7 separate regions of the Mus musculus genome follow, and all the other regions are linked to region 2. A link is a contact called in public Hi-C, Micro-C and promoter capture Hi-C data. All regions are on one chromosome and are shown on one strand. Each heading gives the region's core, a stretch centred on a gene start, on an enhancer-like site or on the middle of the called end of the contact. The rest is flanking DNA. Distances are from core to core; before and after follow the strand shown.

Region 1 (2,700 bases), core at 190-2,689, 430 kb before region 2:
AACGGGGTTTCAGCCACACTCACTCAGTCTCAGTGACCTGTGGAAAGGACACGAGGGCCCTCTCAAATGGTTGTCACAAGGATTCAAACATTTAAGACAATGCTTAACACAGTACAAAATGCAACTAATAAACATTTGATCTCATGGGTTAAAGTAATATAGAGAAATAATGCAACTAATAAACATTTGATCTCATGGGTTAAAGTAATATAGAGAAATAATGTCAATGTTGTCTCTGAAATGAATTTCTACACCTCATAGGATGAACTCAACTTTGGTTGGTCAGATGGGAAACGTCTTCAATTTAGTAACTGGGCTGGAAGCAATGAGCAACTTGATGACTGCGTGATATTAGACACAGATGGATTCTGGAAAACAGCTGACTGTGATGATAACCAGCCTGGCGCCATTTGCTACTATCCAGGAAGTATGTGGATTGCAACTGTTTCCATCCCCTTACCCATCCGGAGTAGTAAAACTGTGTCTGTTTGGTTTTGCAAACTCTTATTTTGTATTAGGGGATTATAAGAAAGTCATTATCATAGTGTATCATTATTGCGTGTTTGGGTAGTACACGTGGCTGTGCACCTCGTGCATGCCTAGTGTCCATCAAGCCAGAAGAGGACGTCACAATCCTAGAACTGGAGTCACACGTGTTGTGAGCCACGATATAGGTGCTGGGAATCAAATCAGGTCCTCGGTGAGAGCAGACATCTCTTAACCACAGAGCTACCCCCAGTTCCCACCATAGTCATTTTTTTCCCCAACAGAACTGGTGCAAGGATTTGTATTCATAATTGTTGATTATGGATTGCTTTGTCCTTAGTTCTTACTTTGGAGTTTGTCTTTTGTATACCAGCTGACTATGTTAATTGACATTGATGGACATATACAGTCCCGTTCTGCCTCATGTCACATATAGTTTTACTTTTATATACTTACAAAGCTAACTTATGGAAACTCTTTATTAATTAATTCTGTTTTGTTTTGTTTTGTTTTCGAGACAGGGTTTCTCTGTGTAGCCCTAGCTGTCCTGGAACTCACTTTGTAGAGCAGGGTGGCCTCGAACTCAGAAATCCGCCTGCCTCTGCCTCCCGAGTGCTGGGATTAAAGGCGTGCGCCACTACCACCGCCTGGCCTTAATTAATCCTTAACATCAATGACTAACATCGTGAGCCACTGTTAAAATTCCAGGCATGGTGGCACATACCTTTAAGGACAACACTCAGAGGTGGAGCAGAAGACCAGGCAAAGCTCAGCCAAGCCTGGGCTGCCAGGCAAGCCCCTGTCTCAGAAACAAACAAAGGCTCAGTTGATTATGGGGAGCTGCACTCACTTGAGGCAGCTTCAGTCAGAAGGGAATTTAGAAAACCACCCTGCAAACAAAGATGGAACTCAACCACCCGGAAATGGGCTTCAGACACCCAGCACTAGGGAGCCTCAGGCAAGCAGCTCTCTATGAGCGTGAGGCCAGCCTGGTCTACAAAGGAAATTCCAGGCCAGTCAAGGCTAGATAGCAAGACGCTATCTCAAAACACAAAATAAAACAAACCAAAAAAATCTCCTGACACCAACAAGAAAACAGAAACCCAGAGATGTACCATGTGTGCGCCTGTCCTTTCTGCCTCTCTCTGTGTCTGCACTCTGCCCCTTGTGAACTTTCTGCCCTTTCTGCCCAGTAGCAGAACATGGCTGCTCTGCAACTCTCTCTTCTGCCTATCAATGAGGTGAGTGTATGACATCTGAATCCAACCTTTCAAGCTCCTAGAATCCATTGGCCTCAGCCTGAGAATATGCAATCCCCAGCCCTGTCAGGGGCCCACATTCTTGGGTTTGTGGTAAAAAGAACACACTGTTTCTGAGACAAAGGGGTTTGCTGCTAAATGGGAGGAAAATGCCAGATAGTCTCTAAGACATAATGAATCTGAATTATTTTGACTTTAGCGTATCTATACTTGCATCCTCTTGAATATATTACTTTCATAGAATAAAAAAAATGAGATATTCTAAAGGCCATTTTCTAAATGATATTTCTGTTTAATTTTGTTAAAAGAATAACTATTTCATTGAAGTTATTTCATTAAAATTAGAGAAATCAGTAAGCAGAAATGTGAGAGTGAATCTCACGGTTGCAGTTAGATGCCTATTGTTAATTAATATGTTTATAGAGTCCCTCTGAGGAGGCTCCTGGCACTTGACATTTAATAAAACAGGAAGACAGAAACTCATGTAACCTAAAAACGCCTCTTTTTTTTTCACATTCCTCCACTCCACAGCAGGAGTAAGAAAATTATGTCAGATAATTTCCTCACCACAGAGAGCCAGCATGCTTCATGCTATATTCAAGTGTAAACAGAACAAGGCTGTCACTTCCTCACTTCCTTCATATTTCCCACAAATCAAGTCTAATGACTGTGAACAGGATTTAACATTTACATCCGAAATTAGAGTTCTTACCATTAACTTTTCTTCCCCCAGATGAGACTGAGGAGGAGGTCAGAGCACTGGACACTGCTAAATGCCCGTCTCCTGTACAGAGCACCCCATGGATACCATTCCAGAACTCCTGCTACAATTTCATGATTACCAACAACAGGCATAAGACAGTCACACCGGAGGAAGTGCAGTCCACGTGCGAGAAGCTGCGTAAGTAATGTCCCACTGCCATCGTGTATCGGGACGATACACTCATCACCTGGT
Region 2 (2,700 bases), core at 4-2,503:
GAGCATCGTGACAGGGAACATGGGCAGCACTGCCTGGGGAAACTGGTCACATTGCATCCAAGTCAAGAAAGAGATAAACACTGGTGCTCCTTTTTCTTCAGCCCAAGTCACCGAGTGGGATGGTACCACCACAGTTAGGGTGGACCTTTCCACCTCATTAGCCTAATCAAAAAAATCCCTCACAGCCATGTCCAGAACTTTGTTTCCATGGTGATTCTAGCTCTGGACACATTGACACTATTAACTATCACCTAGGTTTCTTTCATAGATTTCACAGATTTTACTAAGATAATAGCCAGTCAAATTGATGGAGATGTGCTGCATCCTTGCAACGGGCCTCAAAGGAAAGAAGGCGTGACAGACACACATCCACAGAATCTGGGATGACATGGTCTGGGCTCTCTCATGGAAAAGGCTGCAGAACCCTGGGAACCCAGCCTGTTTAATACATACAGTTGGACACAGAGAGGGGTTACAGTTCAACATATAGCTGAATTAAGATGGCAGGGTTTATAGTATACAGCTGAACAAGGAGACAGGCTTAGCTCATCACTAGGAGCAGTCTCTGTGGGGGACCAGTCTTCAGGCGGTAAACATCCAGGAGGACAAAGCTAGAGAGGACATTTCTGCACACCCCGTTAACGTTAGAACGTCAGACAGGAGGGGTGGCTTTTCCAGTCCCATGGCTCTAAGGCACTGGGCTCCTTGATACGGCTATGCCCATATCAAACAAAATACACATTCACCAGGGCTCCAGTCACTATGGAGATAGAAAAAGATAACACTCAAGTCTGGCAAGAATGTGGAGAGACAGGCACCACTCTACATATATCATTCAGAGTACAAACCATGCCAAGTACAAACAACCCAGAGCCACTGGGTACTTGGTATGTAACGTAAGTCTGAAAATTCTTTAGGCTCATACACCCAGTAGTTCCATTTCTATTTAGCTCTAGTTGAGGTTCAGAAGTGTGGATAGAGATCTAAGTACGAAGGAGCTTAATCTAACTTTTTTTTTTCTGTGAGCAAAAAAGTTAAACTACCATTCGGCAGTATGATATAGTCCCATTTGGACCATTAAGCAAAACAAAACCCAAAACAAACAAGAAAAAAAACCAACTTCCAGGTAAATTACCACAGCCAAAGCCCACAGGGAACCGGCCTACCGGAGCTGCCGCGGGCACGCATGCGCGGGCATGGGCGCGGGGTGGGGCTTGCGCGGCTCTCCCTGCGCCGCAGCCACGCCCACCTCAGTTAGGTAACACGTGACCCAGTGAGTCGGGCTCTGCCTAGTGAGCAGCCCAGCCCAGCAGCCCAGCTCGGGGCCCAGCCCGGGGCCGAGCCCGGGGCAGTGCAGACTTGGTGACCTCAGAACCCGGAGGTGCGTGACCTCGACCCCGGAGCCGCGCAGGGGAGGAGCCGCCCGGAGGCGGGACTCTCAGTCCGGGTGCGAGGGAAGTGAGTGTGGGCTGCACGCCAGGTGGCGTTGGGGCGGGGGCAGGACCGGGCCACCGGGTGGGCTGCGGTCACGCACACCCCACTGGCCTGCTGGCTCGCCCGGCCTCTTGTGCGCCGAGAGAGAGAGAGCGGGAGCCGGTTCGGAAAGTCTCTCGCTGCATTGGCACTCCGGGGATTTGGACCGGCTCCAGAAAGCTCCATCTGAGCTTGTTTTCCGAGAACCTGTTGGAGTGTTTCTGCTTGTTTTGTTTTGTGAGGCTATGAGAGACCTGGAGGGAAGGCTGCTGAACTTTGGGAAGAAGATGAAAATGAAAACATTTACTTATTTATTTGTAGAGATTTCCGTAAACTAGATGAAGACAAGAGATTATCCATTTTACAAGTCGAGGTCACGTCTGTTTCTTAGGGATGGTTTCAGCCGCGATTGTTACTCGTTTGTTGGTTTTCTGAGACTAGTTAGGTAGGCTTTACCTCCTTGTTTAGCTGAAGGTGATCTTGAACCCCTGATCCTCGTCCTGCCTCTGCCTCCCTAGTGTTGGTGTTACAGGCTCAGGCCAGGATGCCCGGCACTAATTTTTAATTATACTGTTTTTCCACAGTTAGATTTTTGTTTTGGAAGCTTTACTTTCTAAATCATTCCATGCTAGATTTCATATGTAACATTTAAAAGCAAACTCAACTATATTTGGAACGGAGTTTCATTTGAGCACGTTAGGTACCTAGCACTGCCTTGCATGCTGTGGTTGCAGAGATAAGCAATATGGACAGGGTGCCTACTTCTTTGTGGTCACTGGCGGTGGGAATGCACACAGGGGCTGCCGCTGCAGGAATCAGTATGAAGCATTCTCAGAAGACTGACATTCGACCTGCCTGTACAACATCTTATGTAGCCAAAGATCTAAGTCCTACCACAGAGATACATGCACTGTGTGCGGTACAAGGCTGCATACCACAAGAAATGGAACTGATCTAGATGACTGTTGCCAGTTGGATTTTTTTAAACTGATACAAATGGATTTTTAAAATCGGTACATATACACAATAGAATTTTACTTTGCCACAAAGAAAAATGAAATCATGATATTTGTGGGAAAATGTTGGAACTAGAAATGACCCTGCTAAGTGAAATAAGCCAGACTCACACAAATGCTGGTCAGCCTTGGATACCTGAACACAATGCCCCCCTCTCCCAGAATCTACCATTGGCCAATAGTTCAGAAGTAAGAAGCGGTGCCTCACGAG
Region 3 (2,700 bases), core at 132-2,631, 360 kb after region 2:
TGTCAAAGCTATGAAAACCTGCTGGGTGGTGATGGTGTATGCCTTTGATCCAAGCACTTGGGAGGCATAGGCAGGGGTAATCTCTGAGTTTAAGGCCAGCCAGGTCTACAGATCAAGTTCAGAGACAGCCAGGGTTATAAAAGAAAAACAAAACAAAACAAAACAAAACAAACAAACCTAAAACTCAGGGACTCAGCGATTCTTAGCACTTGAGCATCATCTCTTACATTGTTTGCCCTGGAAATGCTCTCTGAATCTGTAACCATAGCAGGATATTGCAATGGAAGGCTCAGCTCCGTGTTGAGCTGCGATAGGCATAATATTTCAAAGTTAGGCCGTGGACACCATCTATGGAACAAAAATGGACTTCCAGATTTTGCCCTCTTTTCCATGGAAAGACATATTTATCCTCTCTGTATGTACATAGGACATACATGTACATTGCCAAGGATATAGGGATGCGGGGCCATGACCTCAGGCCATGTAAAGCATTCTTAGGTACTGTGAGTTGTGACAAAGATTCCCATGGAGGAAGCTCTAAAAAAACCCCACAAAACCCCATCAGAGAAGATAAATCAGTTACACGCAATCATATACCATTTCCTGTTGCTATGAGAAAACATCTGAGACCTTGTAACTTAAAAAGTGTAGCGGTGGGTATAGTTCGTGACTCTGGAATCCATGACCACGTGTGTGGGTCAGAACACAGCAGAGAACCGAAGGGCAATCTGTGTAAGAGATGGAACACGGGGTGTGGGTACACTTTATCACAACTTTCTCACTCAAACGTACACTCAGTCCCTCAGGAAAGGCTGTAATTCTCCTCTAACTATTGCATCAAAGCCTTCACCTTCTGAGACACCCACAGTAGCAGCCAAATTTCCAACAGGAGTTTCAGAATGGACAAACCATATCGAAACGTAGCATCAACCCATCAGCAAGAAGAGTGGGGAGCACCTCTTGGCTTTTGTTTTGTTTTTGTTTTGAAGTGCAGTTTCAAGTAGTCCAGGCTGGCCTTGAACTCTCACTGAGGTCATCAAGCTGGCAGTGGGGATCATGGAGAAGTTGACAGCTCCTTTTCCCCCACCACAAACCTCCCCAGGAGCCACCTTAGCCCTCAGAGTTTAGGGTTTTACTTGGGACCCAGCATTTAAAACCTGACCAAGTGTTTGTTTGTGTTCTAAGAAACAGTTTCTCCCTGAGGACCTTCAACTACACAGATAAGCATCGTCCTGCCTGAGGTTTTTGGCAATGCCGCCCTGCTAGTGGTCATTAGGAAGTGCGTGGGAGTCTGTTTTGATTGTCACAATGGTTGGTGGGGAGGAGGATGAGGCGAGACTTTATAGAGCAAAGGTCTGGGATGCTAAGCATCCTAGAATTCCCAGAATTGTCCTGCATGAAATTGGACCAGCTCCACCCCCGTGGAGCTACACCCTCAGAAGCCAGGCCTTGGAAAGAATGGGGGCTGGCCGAAGTATAAGCACATTTTAACTGTGTTCCCTTTGTGCTTACCCACTGTGTCCGTGACACCGAGATTGAAATTCCTGCGCTGACCTATAAAACTCTTCCTGATGCTCAGGCCTCCAAGCTGCATCGATGCTGTGAAGCCAGGCAGGAGCTCATGGACTGATTGCAGCCTGGAGCCTTAGAAGAGCTGGCCAGGCTTAAACCTGCTGGGGTCGGGGCACTGAACTCCAGGATTGGCTAGGCTGAGAAAACCTGGCAGGGTCTGATTATGTTTGACGGAATCACCTCTGTTTTTGGTCTTGGAAGTCTCTGAATGAACTAGCTCACACAAGGTAGTTGTCATGTGACTGATTTAAGATCCTGAGATGCATGGATACCTGATTATGCAGGTCGGCCAAGGTTAGCCACAGAGATTCTTATTACAGGGATGGCAAGAGCCAGAGTCCAGAAAAGGACATTCATGGTCAGAAGCTGAAGTCAGAGAGGTTTGTTTTGATGATGATGATGTGTGTGTGTGTGAGTGAGAGAGAGAGAGAGAATGTGTGTGTGTGTGTGTGTGTGTGTGTGTGTCTGTGTGTCTGTGTGTGGTACTAAGAATGTTCTAGAAGTACACACCTGGTTTGAGGTGTAGTAGAAGTCTTCCTTCTCAGGAGGCCTGGCAGGTCTCGGCATGTTACCTGAGGAATCTTGTTTTGTTTTTTGTTTTTGTTTGTTTGTTTTTGTTTTACTAGACAGGGTTTCTCTGTGTAGCCCTGGCTGTCCTGGAACTCACTCTGTAGACCAGGCTGGCCTCCAACTCAAAAATCCGCCTGCCTCTGTCTCTCAAGTGCTGGGATTAAAGGCGTGAGCCACCACCGCCCGACCTGAGGAATGTTGTAGCCACAGCAAACTAAATTTGAAGTTTCCAAGGAGACAGTGAAGGAGGCCCAGAAATTTTCTTCATCTGCTCTCAGCAACCTGCAGCCATGGCCCAGGACTTCATGATAGAAATGAGTGCGTGCAGGAAAAGAATCCAAAGGAGCGACAGGAGTTCTGCATCATTCCTGGTTTTCTCAGGTAGTGAGTGTGGCCCCTTTGGGTGGAAAATTAGATGCCACTTCAGGTGCATTCACCGGAGGCTTTCAAGGGTTTCTCTCACCTTACCAACACCTGCATGATCCAATGCCATCTCAGATCTTGCAAAAGTAAAAACTGGACTAGCAAAGTAAAAACTAGAGAAAATTAAAAGGGTGA
Region 4 (2,700 bases), core at 154-2,653, 290 kb before region 2:
GGGCTCCAGAGTCGCCAAGTTTGTGTATGGGCTCAAGGGGGCGCTGTACTTGTCTCAGCATTGGCCATATATGCCTTTCTGGTGGTTTGCAAGGTACATCTTCAAGTTTGCAAAGAGACCTTGTTTTGTTGTTTTTCTTTTCTCTCTCTCTCTCTCTTTAGATGAGTGATATTATAAGGTGATTCGGGCATAACTTGAATGGAATTTCAGTCTCATAAGGTAAATTCTGAAGCCACCAGGGCTACACAACAGGCTTAGGACACATCCTTTCCCTATAAATGGCTTTCAGGTGAGATTACTAGGAAATTGCAGGTTTATAGCTATGAAGGGAGAAGGGCTCTAAGCAGTTGTTAATAGTGCTGCAATTCTTGTATCTCTGAGGGGAAGAGGCATCAACATGATTTCTGAGTAAGGGGCTCTGCTCTGCTCTGAGTGTCTCTGTCTTGCCTCAGTTTAGTAATCATTTCCGCTTCTTACACTGGGTGGGACTGGAAAGTTGTGAGTAACATTGGCAGACAGAGGTTTGAGTTCCCAAGTTCTCCCTCCTCCTGCTGAACTCTGCTGGTTGCTTCTGACACACTTCAGACAACATCTATTGGCTGGGGCTTTAGCCAATTCAGGCTACATAAAGACAGTGGTGTCTAGGGGAAGTGAGAACCTACTGGCCCCACAGACCACAAAGCTAAGTGTGACTAGCACTGGGTTCTGCTGTGCAATGAAGGGAGGCATCTATAGTGAATGCAGTGTGACGGACAAGTGATTCTTGACTGGCTTTGTTACCACAGTTGTTAGGGTCAGAGCCTGGCCCCACCGTGGCTCAGCCACCCACCTCCAGAGGCCAGTTAAAACACTCATACACAGCATAGTTAAAGACAGAAAAAGGAAATTTATTATATGTAGCCACAACTGAATGGAAAGAGGAACAAAGGTATACTAACCATCCCTCAAATTCATCTTCAGCTTCCTGGCTTGAGTTTTTGTATAGTGTGTGTGTGTGTGTGTGTCTGTCTGTCTGTCTGTCTGTCTGTGTGCGTGTGTGTGTGTGTGTGTGTGTGTGTGTGTGTGCGTGCACTTGTCCATGTGCACTTGCAGTCCAGAAGGTACTTGGTATGGAATATCTTTCTCCACCACCTCCACTTTATTCTTTGAGATGGGGTCTTTCACTGAAGCTGGAGGTCCCTAAGTCACTAGCCAGGCTTCAGGAATCTGTCTGTCTCCACTTAACACCTGGAGTCTAAGATCTCGCCACACACCTAGGCTTTTGTTTTGTTTTGTTTTGTTTTATGTGGGTTCTGAGGAACTGAACTTAGGTTCTCATGGTTGGGTGGCAACCACGTCACTGACTGAGCCAGCTTGCCAGCTCAGGCTTAGACTTAAATGGAAGACAAGGGTGTGCATGACTAAGCACACTGGCCAAGGTGTGGTCATGCTCATCACTGCTTGGCTCCAGTGAAGTGAACTGGCGTGATTAGCTGTCAGGACTGTGTGAAGTAAATACCCATCTGAGAGACAAGCGCCTCCTGTGGTTGGCACTGTGCCCAGGTTTTTTCTTCTCGCAGGATCAAATTCCCTGGAAAATTCCAAATTTCTTGAAACTACTGTTTTCAATAGTATGATGGGAAGGCACCCAAGTATCTTTAAAACATTTTCAGTCCTGCTAGGATGGCTTGAACCTAGGCAAAACAGCCAGAGCAGGCAAAATGGCAAAGGACTACGCTTCAACAGTCACTCCCCTAAACACAGTCCTGGGAGACCTGGATCTAGGAAGAAGCCATTCCAATTCTAACAATTGATTTTTACTAGGTTTAAAGTATTTCTAAACTTTTCGTTTGTGTGCTTGTTTTTGTTTTTGGTCTTTTTGAGACAAGGTTTCTCTGTGTATTCCTGGCTGGCCTGGAATCTGTAGACCAGGCTGGCCTCTAACTCAGCGATCCACCTGCTTTTGCCTCTGAGTGCTGGGATTAGAGGCGTGCTCCACCACCACCACAACCATCGAGTATATTCTTAAGAATTCTGTCTCTGTCAAGGGAGTGAGAGACAGACATCCCTAATAGACACAGTGAAGGCGTTGAAAGTATGTGCAGCTGAATCATAGCAGAAAAATCCTGGATGCTAGGGAAAGATGTGGACACCAGCGAGAAGTAAGTTCCAAGTAAAAACTGATGCCCTGTTTATAAAGCCAGCTAAGCACATAATGACCCATTTTAAGCGCAAACAATAAATAAATGACAACCAATACTGCCATGTCTCACACTTATCTCTGAGAACCAATCCAGACATGGAATTCCAGTATAAGCACAAACTAAATTAATTCACAAGGAATACACGAGCATTGCGAATGCCTGCTTGAAGAAGTGTTACACACAGGAGCTAAAGCAGGGTAAAGTGTTTGCCTAAGAAGCCCCAGGCTCTGGAATCCGCAGCACTGTATAAACCTAGGCAAGGGAGCACACGTCTGTGATCTCAGCACCTAAGAAGTGGAGGCAGGAGGATCAGAAACCCAAGGTCTTCTTCATCTACAAATCAAGTTCCAGGCCAACCAAGGACATATAAGGCCCTGAAAGAAGGAAAGAAGAAGGAAGGAAGGAAGGAAGGAAGGAAGGAAGGAAGGAAGGAAGGAAGGAAGGAATAATAAAAGAAAAAGCAGCAGCCAGGACTGGCCATTCACAGAAGAGGAAGAAAGTCATCCATCGACCGACC
Region 5 (2,700 bases), core at 77-2,576, 360 kb before region 2:
AATAAATAAAATGTATGTAAAATTAACCATGTACAATGACAAATAGGTTCTATATGATGTTCACACCTCCACCCATCATTAAGATACCTTTTTAAAAATCCCACATATTCATCTATCCTGTAATTATGGGAAGCTGACAATGAGGCAAAGGAATGTGACATCATCTGGACCTCCTTACTTCCTCCTGAAGGATGCTGCCATGGAATGAAAGCTTTGTTTAATGACCTAGCACTTCAAACACTAGTGACATACACAGATTAGTACTTCTGGTATCAGAGCATACATATCGGCCATGTTTGTGATCTAAGCAAAGTGCCTGCCCTGCTGACTAAAAGAGGAAAAGGGCATCCACCTCTGTTCAGATAAAAGTAGCTGATTTCAACATTTAGTAGAATTAAGTCCTCATACATTTTACAACATGGCTCAACCCAAGATATGCTGGTAAAGAGATAACAAATATTTTACTATTGCATTTATATGTAGCTACTAAGATATGCAAATGTAAAAAGGCCAAAAGACCAAGGCTATCAAAATATTAGGTATTGAGAAGAGGGAGATGGGGAGAGAATTAACAGTTTACTGGCTACAAACTTTCTGCATTGGGTGATGAAATAGTTTTCAAGTAACCACTAAATTACACACTGTAAAAAGGTCAATGTGGCTAACACTGACAATTTTGGAGGCGGTGGGGGGATACTTGTTACATTCAACACTTGCTTATCACAGGCAGTAGCTCCACAGTAGTAGGTCCTCATAGTTAGACTTTAGTAGGCCTTTATATTATACTATTTGGGGATTATTAGATACAGCTACCAATTGAAATCTGTCCTAAAGTTAAGTTTTATTAGTAGTGACGAGAGAGGTTTAAATTCAACTCCACTCATAATCTTAAATGAACTTGCACAAATCTACAACCAGAGACTTTGAAGATTGAGAAAAAGAGTAAGCATCAAACCTTTTTCTTAAAAAGTAGCCTTTAAAAAAAAAGTGTATGAAGTTTTTATTGTGAATGAGAGAAAACAACCAGAGTCCTCTCTGGAGGAATCCAAGTCAGAGAAAGCTCCTACAGAGTTATCTGCAAGAGTGGAGAGTAGCAGAGGGGAAACAGAACTCAGTGAGAGGAACAGGGGAATGGAGGCAGGACCTGTGGGTAAGTAAGAAACCAGCACGCTAGGGGGAAGGAGGTCACACAACAGGCACTTGTGATACCAAAGGAGCCTGGGGACCAGCAAAAGCTTTGATAGGCAACCATAGGTATATGTCACCAGAGAGCTATGTGTCCCTTCTGCCAGACTTAAAGGAAGTGACTACTTCTGGCAGGTAGGAACTGGTTTCACAAGTCCCTTAGGAATGCTGGCTTCTGTCTAATAGGCAGCAATACTTAATAGTCCAGGTTGAGCTCATCTCTGCCTTTTGGAGTTTGGGAACTGGGAGTTTCCTTTGCACCTCACAAAAAGAAAAAGAAACAAGCTGAGAAACTATGCTGCCCATTTGCCGGAGCTGTATGTGAAATCATGATATTTTCATCCAATTGTTATAGACTGTTTAGTCACCATAATGCTTCCAGAAGAACACAATGGGACTGAAAGCTTCCTATTCTCCAGCATATTTTAACACCATAACACATCACATTGATATCCTTTCTCCCTTCCTGGTTATTTATCTTGCACTTACCTTTAATCATATTCATTAGCAAAGGAGCCAAGTATTTCAATCTATGTCTGTGTCAAGGAATCAGTAAACCACTCTTTAAAAATGCATGTCTTTCATTTCAATATTTTTGGCAGGGCTGAGTATTAAAATGCAGGATCTTACAAATGACAGGAGGTACTCTGCCATTAAATCGTTTCCCTCTCTCTAAAATTATATGGACATTAATGTTACCTAAAAAATCTTAATCTACACCCCAGAATGTTATTTCCCAGCATCTAAAGATCTGCTAACCTATCCCTCAATTAAAGACCTCCTTCTCTAAGAAAATGGAAACATTTATACAGCAGGTCACCCCCCGAAAGCAATAAACAGATCAACATGCGTATGTACACGAGCTTCCTGGACATGAAACAGCTCTCCTCCATCCACCCTGTGCTCCAGATGCCTTCTTTTGATTCTATTCACAGATTTTCCCTGCTCCAACCCAACACCCTCTTAAACACACGCTCCAATGTTTCCCTACCTCAACATGACCCCATATAGTATCCTAATTTGCTACCTTGTATCTTAGCTTGTTGGGAAAAGAGCTTATGAGGTAGTGTCTCCCTTTAACATACATATCATCAATCTTATCTTTTCACTTAGAAAAATTTGTGTATACATATTACACGTATGTTCATGTGTGTGCACATGGAAGCCAGAGGCTACCACTGGGTACCCTCCTCTATCACTGCCTCCCTTAACTTTCGAGACTGCTGTGTCTGTAACTGAATCAGAAACTCTCCAATTTGGCTAGACTAGCTGAACTCCAGTGCTCCGACTGGGGCAATGTTAGGGTGCGAGGAATCTGACCTCAAGTTTGCGCAGCAAGCACTGTGTCCTTGCTTACATCACATCCTTAGCCCATTACGTGGGTTAGCATCTTACGGTTCTTCAATTCTCATCAATGCTGAGTACCCACTTCTACATAATTATCTTGGCTTATTTAGAAGAACATTTTCTCACCTTCTTACCAACAGTCTGACCTGAGGCTGTTCCTCAAATCAA
Region 6 (2,704 bases), core at 15-2,514, 400 kb before region 2:
CACGAGCTCTGACTCTTACTATCTTTCTGACCTTTCTTCCTCAAAGATTCCTGAACCTTGAGGGGAGGGGTGCAATATGCAAATCCCACTTAGGGCCAAGCCCTCCATGGTTTCTTATTTTCTGGACATTGACTAGTGGAAGGTGTCTATTAATTGCCATTTACTGTGAGGAGACACTTTTCTGATGAAGGTTGAGAGATACGCTCATCTATGGGCAAAGCAGTAGGTCTCTAGGAATTACTTTAATACTATGGCCATTTAGCAGAATAATAGCATTGTGCTTCCCCTTAGGGACTGCAATCTATTTAGCCACAGGTTCTTGGCACAGTGCCAGGTATGGTACTGGCGGGACTTAGATCCAATCATAAAATGGTTGGTTACTTTTGTGACATTCATCCAACTACCACAGCAGTACCCATATCTTGTTGGGCCCCATCATTGCTGTACCTTACAAGGTTCATATCTGGATGAGATAGAGGTGTGTGCTGTATACACGAATGGAGGAGAAAGAAGTATTTCCTCCTACATCCGTGTGCACAGCAAGCACTTCCCGGAGCGAAGAAAGCTAAATGGGAGAGTTGAAGCTTCCAAGTTAGTGCCATCTTGACCACCTTACCTGACTCAGCGATGTGGTTTCTTCGGCCACAGGGGCTTACCAACAAGTTCTGAAGATAGCCAAGACTATTGGCACTGACCTGTAGTTCTTGGGGCTTTATGAGATTCCATTGGCAACAACTCAAGAAGAACCCGTTTTTGGTACTGGGGTTTTATTTGCTAGGTGGTATCTATCTTCTTTCCCTCTTGTAAGGTAACTCCATTAAAATTTTCCTCTCTCCCTCCCCCCTCCTTCTCTTCCCCTTTCCCTTCCCCTCTCCTCCCTCCCTCTCTTCCTCTTTCCTTCGCTTCCTTCTCCTGCCCCATAGAGGCTGTGTTAGCTGTCCCATCCCATATTCCTTCCTTTAACTTGTGCTTCTACCCCCATCCCAGTCAAACCTTCCTGTTCCGTTATTCTCCTTTACTTTCGATACAGTAACTAGTGGCAGAGATATATTTTCTAAGAGGCATAGTCCACCAGGAGGGAATTGTGAAAAGGGAGATTACGGTTGCTGACACCACCTTCATTAAATAACCAAAGTCCATCAATCTTTGTCCCTCTGTATGATTCTTGCCAAAAGGGCACAAACAATTCTACTAAGAAGAAACATCAGACGAACCCAAATGTGCTTGTTCCTGGATAGGGTCCTAGAACAGAGATAATTGTCAAATGCCACAAGTGCTATGGATTAGTCAACAGTGCTCCACCAATGCTCTGTCCTGGTTCCTATCCTTGCACTGATGTTATGTAAGATGCTAACATTTGGAGAAGCTGCCGCAAGGATTACGGGAAGTTCTATTTATTTTTGCAACATTTTAGAAAGTCTGAGATTACTTCAGTTCAAATGAGAAGTTTATCTTTAACGAAGAGAAGTTGGAGTCTGCGGTGTGTCCGCCGCTTGGGGATCTGAGCGTCCCAGCAGTGCGACCCTGGGCTCCACTCCCCCGCCTCGAGTGGGAGGCGTCGCAACTGAGCTGGGAGCTGCGCACCCGACAAGCACCGCCCCCGGCCCGCTCTCGGCGCCGCGCAGTCATGCCCCACGCAGCGCTGTCCTCGCTCGTGCTGCTGAGCCTCGCCACTGCCATCGTCGCCGGTAAGCTTCCCCTGCCGCGCCCCGGAGAGTGCAGAGTCCCCGCTCCCACCGATGGCCACGTGCCTCGTCCTCCGACCATCCCGCAACCATCTCTCAGGCTGGGTGGCTTCAGAGAGCCAGACCCGGGACAAAGGCCAAAGCAGAGGACCCCACTTCCACCGTGTCTGTATCCTCACCTCAGACCCCCCAAGACGGTTAGCTCGCTAGAGGGTAGAGGAACTGTAGAGCCCTTCAATGGGTGGCAGTAGGGAAGGGGTGAGGCCTGGGGGTGGAGGGAGGAAACAGGCCCTGTCCCATGGCTAGTGGGCAAGTTGTTAAAACAGGAAAAGAGTTCAGCCACATAACCCCTGCATCCAGAGGGAGGAGAAGCCAGGCTGGGATCTCACTACAAACACTGCGATTTAGAGAAACCTTTGGTCGGCTGATATACAGTGACATCTGAAAAATTAGACATAATTAGTCTTGCAAAATGGCACACACACACACACACACACACACACACACACCCCGAGGAACACAGACAATTCCACCGAGCATGTGTTTTTCTTTAAACAGGCTTTCCGGGGAGGCACGTCAAAATATGTTAATGGGGAAACCCTGGGGGAGATTTCCTTCCAAAAAACACTACCAATCCTACCAATCCTTTCCGAGAATGAAAGAGCAAAGTAAACAAGAACTAAGTGGACACTTGTGTGGGCTTCAGTAACAGGATTATGCAAGGGATTTTTTTTTTCCTCCACTGGATTTCACTGCATTTTAAATAAATTTCTGTGTGAAATCGGCTGACAGCGGGAGATATTTTAAAGGCCCTGGGTGTTGAAGACCTAGCACACTGAGTTGCTCTGAGCTTGCAAAGCTCTTTTCTTGGGTTCCTGTAGAGCAGCACGGATGACCAGTCGGGCTGTGTGCTGCCTCTCTGAGAGCAGAAGCAAGACGTACTTTAATTTTATCTAAGGCTGCACTAGAGCTTCCTCGAAGTCTGGACCACCTCTGAGTCCTCCTTAGGCTCCCCTCAT
Region 7 (2,700 bases), core at 63-2,562, 500 kb before region 2:
CTTAAGGTCGCGAAACTGCTTCCTCCCCCTCCCTTCTCTCTCTCTCTCTCTCTCTCTCTCTCTCTCTCTCTCTCTCTCTCTCCCTCTGTCCCTCCATCCCTCTCTCTCTCTCTCTCTCTCTCTCTCTCTCTCTCTCTCTCTCTCTCTCTCTCCTACTATCAGTCACACTGGATCTCCAAGCTCACTTTGCATTCTTTGCCTCTGTTTTACTCCCCCATCCCCAAACCCCGGCCATCTCTCCAGTTCCGGTTGAGCAGTTACCTTTCTGGATGCTCTGTCTGATCCTCCTGTGCACTTTGCCCAAGTTATTGTGTAGGCTTCAACTCTTCCATAAGGCCAGAAGGCAATCGAGGCGTGCCTCTTTACTATGCTAAGTGCTCTGTGTAGCCACTAAACACAAAGGCCAAAGCATGGGAGGAGAAGTATGGTACCAGGATGAGTTTAGAACCACCTGGGCAGTTGGAACTTGGAAAGTAGACCTAGACAAATCCTGAGGATAATAGCCACCTTTGAGGAACAGGGATGAGAGCTATCTCAAGTACCCTATACTCAATAAATATTTCAAAAAATTTTCACTTCTAGGCAAGTTAGTTAGTTTGGAACTTGTCCTATTTGTGGTAGCGTTGTCCAAGGGACAGAATAAATGGGCTTGAATTTCAGATTCTGGGTGCAGACTTCCACATTTCAAATAGATTGTTACTACTAGATTATTAATGGGGGGAAAAAAAGAACTCTGCAAAGGTCCAATAGTTAAATCTCCTTAAAAGTAGTACAATTGCTGGAATAACTGTCACGTTTAATATGGGTTGACAATTTCAGGTCAACCCCCCAACGTTCCTTTACTCCACCTTTACTCATACTTCCAAAATGACTATGATGTTGTTAAGCACAACTGAGGTCACCGCATATCCAAGTGTGCACTCCCCACCCCCACCCCCCCACCCCGCGGTCCATAGTGACCCCACGTGGTTGTGTGCACATTTCCAACCAGCCAAGGTCCGAAGCCCTAGCTCACCGCCTTGTCTCTCTACAAGGAAGGACAAATGCTACACTGACAGAGCCGCACTTCCCCAAATTTGCTTAAGAAGATGGGGAGTGGACTCCCAAACCCTGTGGTTGTCCTGTGCACTCCTCCCGCCTTCTGGAGGTCCCGAGCCTTCGCAGAGGTCTGCCTTGGGTGGGTGGGGACTCCTGCAAAGCCTCCGCTGGGCCCGGGACCCAAAGCGGAGCTCTGATTGGCCGAGCGCGGCGGAGGCGGGGTCTGCGCGCCTCAGAGGTTGCCCCAGAGGCGTGGTGAGGCCGGCGGGGCTCACCGCTGAAGCCGGTGCGGGCAGGAGAGGCTTGGGACTGGAGATGCGGACGGGCCGGGTGACCCCGGGCCTGGCGGCGGGGCTACTCCTGCTGTTGCTGCGGTCCTTCGGGCTTGTGGAGCCTTCTGAGAGCTCAGGTAACCGGGCGACCTCGACGCTGCTGCTCTGAGCATTTGCCTCCTTCGGGTCGGGTCGCGATCGCTTTGCTCTCTGTGTCTCTGGAGCAGACAAGTAGGGAGGTCTGGCCTAGGAGAGCAGCGGGCAAGGCCATGTGGTGCGGAGGGACCCTCTGCCTAGAAGAGGCCCACAGCTCTTTCCCAGAGACTTTTCTGCCCCTTGGTCCTCCACTGTCCCCTGAAATCATGCTTTCCTGAGGTTCACCACCTCCTTTTACATCCCTGTCGCCCCTTGGTCGTCTTGGAACCTCCGGGACAATGATGAGCCTTCACCCAACACCACAAGGACTCCCAGCCATCACGACTTTACTGTGCCCACTTAACGCAAGGAAAAGGAAATCAGGTTCAACCATTGTCCCCAGAAGTCAGCCAGGAAGGAGTATTAGGATGCCCTTCCCAGTCCCCATGAGCAGAGGCTCATCTAATCTGGTTATTATTTCCAAATGCTCCCCAACTCAGCTGGCCCCTAACAGAAGTGCAGGTCACTTCCTGTCAGTGGGGAAAGGATGCCTTCTGTAAAGCTCACGTAGTGCCAGCAGCACCATCCCACTTAGCAGTTAGAGTTTTGCTTTTACTTTCTCTTTTTGCTTCAACGAAAGGTGTGCCAAGGACCTTTTTATTTAACTGGACTATATAAATGGCAGCCTATAGGCTGCAAACATTCACCAGCTACTTCTGCTATCTCACCGGTGTGAAGAAGGAAAAGGTGGTCAAGATGTGTTTTAGGAAGTTCTGAGTGTGCCTCTGGCTTTCTTTGGAGCTACGCTTACTTACTTTCTGATGTAGATGGTGTCCAGAGTTATGGAAAGAGTGCTCTGCAAGACTAGGTGTCATCAACCTACCCTTTAATGAGTCCTGTCTTGACCGACTCTTCTCAATGGTCCTTTGACCTTCTGCACTGGAACAACCAAAGGAAGTAATATAGTAGAATCTTTTAGTGATATGAGAGCTCAATTCTGTCTGTTGCATAATCCGAGGAGAAAACTCTACCTGCAGCAGTTTACAGCAGAGAGCATGCTAACTTCCAATCACTTCTCTCTTGGTTTCTACCTACATCTGGGAGTCCTGTTTTGCTTCCTTCACAAATTTTAAGATTCCCTTAATATCCAAATGTCCCTGTTGGTTTTTTGTTTGTTTGTTTGTTTGTTTGTCATCAACCTGACACAAGCTACTGTCATCTGGTAGAGGAACCTTGATTGGGAAAATTCTTCCAT

The links. Promoter capture Hi-C pulls out the DNA fragments that hold promoters and counts their contacts. A called contact is a pair of places that touch in the nucleus more often than the background predicts.
Region 1: a promoter capture Hi-C map of embryonic stem cells shows a contact between it and region 2, with 2.0 times the contacts expected there. The contact joins the enhancer-like site here to the promoter of Wdsub1 in region 2. A contact is called at or near these places in 11 of 39 promoter capture datasets (the 3T3-L1 cell line, the C10 cell line, the HPC-7 cell line and 4 more), 1 of 15 datasets of contacts at CTCF or cohesin (pro-B cells), 1 of 115 datasets of contacts at active chromatin or transcription factors (embryonic stem cells) and 2 of 9 other capture datasets (adipose tissue and liver).
Region 3: a Hi-C map of uterus shows a contact between it and region 2. The contact joins the enhancer-like site here to the promoter of Wdsub1 in region 2. A contact is called at or near these places in 19 of 39 promoter capture datasets (the 3T3-L1 cell line, 3T3-L1-derived adipocytes, the C10 cell line and 10 more), 2 of 15 datasets of contacts at CTCF or cohesin (embryonic stem cells and pro-B cells), 21 of 484 Hi-C or Micro-C datasets (the AtT-20 cell line, the MC3T3-E1 cell line, bone marrow-derived macrophages and 10 more), 13 of 115 datasets of contacts at active chromatin or transcription factors (bone marrow-derived macrophages, craniofacial prominence, embryonic basal ganglia and 6 more) and 3 of 9 other capture datasets (embryonic stem cells, macrophages and pancreatic islet).
Region 4: a contact with region 2 is called in a promoter capture Hi-C map of hematopoietic stem and progenitor cells, with 2.2 times the contacts expected there. The contact joins the enhancer-like site here to the promoter of Wdsub1 in region 2. A contact is called at or near these places in 12 of 39 promoter capture datasets (the 3T3-L1 cell line, 3T3-L1-derived adipocytes, the C10 cell line and 7 more), 1 of 484 Hi-C or Micro-C datasets (nephron progenitors), 1 of 115 datasets of contacts at active chromatin or transcription factors (bone marrow-derived macrophages) and 3 of 9 other capture datasets (adipose tissue, embryonic stem cells and liver).
Region 5: a contact with region 2 is called in a promoter capture Hi-C map of macrophages, with 7 read pairs. The contact joins the enhancer-like site here to the promoter of Wdsub1 in region 2. A contact is called at or near these places in 9 of 39 promoter capture datasets (the 3T3-L1 cell line, the C10 cell line, the HPC-7 cell line and 7 more), 2 of 484 Hi-C or Micro-C datasets (the HPC-5 cell line and nephron progenitors), 1 of 115 datasets of contacts at active chromatin or transcription factors (embryonic stem cells) and 5 of 9 other capture datasets (adipose tissue, embryonic stem cells, liver and 2 more).
Region 6: a promoter capture Hi-C map of pre-B cells shows a contact between it and region 2. The contact joins the promoter of Cd302 here to the promoter of Wdsub1 in region 2. A contact is called at or near these places in 5 of 39 promoter capture datasets (the 3T3-L1 cell line, hippocampal neurons, liver and 2 more), 1 of 484 Hi-C or Micro-C datasets (embryonic stem cells), 1 of 115 datasets of contacts at active chromatin or transcription factors (pancreatic cancer cells) and 2 of 9 other capture datasets (adipose tissue and liver).
Region 7: a contact with region 2 is called in a Micro-C map of embryonic stem cells, with 2.8 times the contacts expected there. The contact joins the promoter of Ly75 here to the promoter of Wdsub1 in region 2. A contact is called at or near these places in 7 of 39 promoter capture datasets (the 3T3-L1 cell line, 3T3-L1-derived adipocytes, the C10 cell line and 4 more), 3 of 484 Hi-C or Micro-C datasets (embryonic stem cells, natural killer cells and regulatory T cells), 3 of 115 datasets of contacts at active chromatin or transcription factors (large pre-B cells, memory CD8 T cells and stem cell-derived neural progenitor cells) and 2 of 9 other capture datasets (adipose tissue and liver).

What each region holds. Positions count from the first base shown.
Region 1 is chr2:60,316,035-60,318,734 of GRCm38.p6, reverse strand. Ly75 (lymphocyte antigen 75) reads left to right here. Exons shown (of 35, transcript NM_013825.4): 26 at 262-427; 27 at 2,479-2,646. Among named protein-coding and RNA genes, the nearest start is that of Cd302, 33 kb to the right of the region's middle. Within about 2 kb of position 1,439, at least 5 of the 459 cell types and tissues checked have an H3K27ac peak or open chromatin away from gene starts, as enhancers often do. A contact at or near this core is called in embryonic stem cells, where this site is marked.
Region 2 is chr2:59,881,159-59,883,858 of GRCm38.p6, reverse strand. It overlaps Wdsub1 (WD repeat, SAM and U-box domain containing 1), which reads left to right and starts at 1,253. Exons shown (of 11, transcript NM_001379396.1): 1 at 1,253-1,381. It overlaps Gm52554 (a long non-coding RNA gene), which reads right to left and starts at 1,180. Exons shown (of 3, transcript XR_003954039.1): 1 at 1,167-1,180.
Region 3 is chr2:59,525,777-59,528,476 of GRCm38.p6, reverse strand. No RefSeq gene overlaps it. Among named protein-coding and RNA genes, the nearest start is that of Gm39831, 15 kb to the right of the region's middle. Within about 2 kb of position 1,381, at least 15 of the 459 cell types and tissues checked have an H3K27ac peak or open chromatin away from gene starts, as enhancers often do. A contact at or near this core is called in uterus, where this site is marked.
Region 4 is chr2:60,170,709-60,173,408 of GRCm38.p6, reverse strand. It overlaps a transcript of Baz2b not described here. Among named protein-coding and RNA genes, the nearest start is that of Marchf7, 38 kb to the left of the region's middle. Within about 2 kb of position 1,403, at least 174 of the 459 cell types and tissues checked have an H3K27ac peak or open chromatin away from gene starts, as enhancers often do. A contact at or near this core is called in 3T3-L1-derived adipocytes, adipose tissue, bone marrow-derived macrophages and 3 more, where this site is marked.
Region 5 is chr2:60,238,142-60,240,841 of GRCm38.p6, reverse strand. All of the region lies in intron 6 of Marchf7 (membrane associated ring-CH-type finger 7), which reads right to left. Among named protein-coding and RNA genes, the nearest start is that of Marchf7, 30 kb to the right of the region's middle. Within about 2 kb of position 1,326, at least 13 of the 459 cell types and tissues checked have an H3K27ac peak or open chromatin away from gene starts, as enhancers often do.
Region 6 is chr2:60,283,044-60,285,747 of GRCm38.p6, reverse strand. It overlaps Cd302 (CD302 antigen), which reads left to right and starts at 1,264. Exons shown (of 6, transcript NM_001290660.1): 1 at 1,264-1,688. The coding sequence starts at 1,628.
Region 7 is chr2:60,381,885-60,384,584 of GRCm38.p6, reverse strand. Ly75 (lymphocyte antigen 75) reads left to right here and starts at 1,312. Exons shown (of 35, transcript NM_013825.4): 1 at 1,312-1,447. The coding sequence starts at 1,354.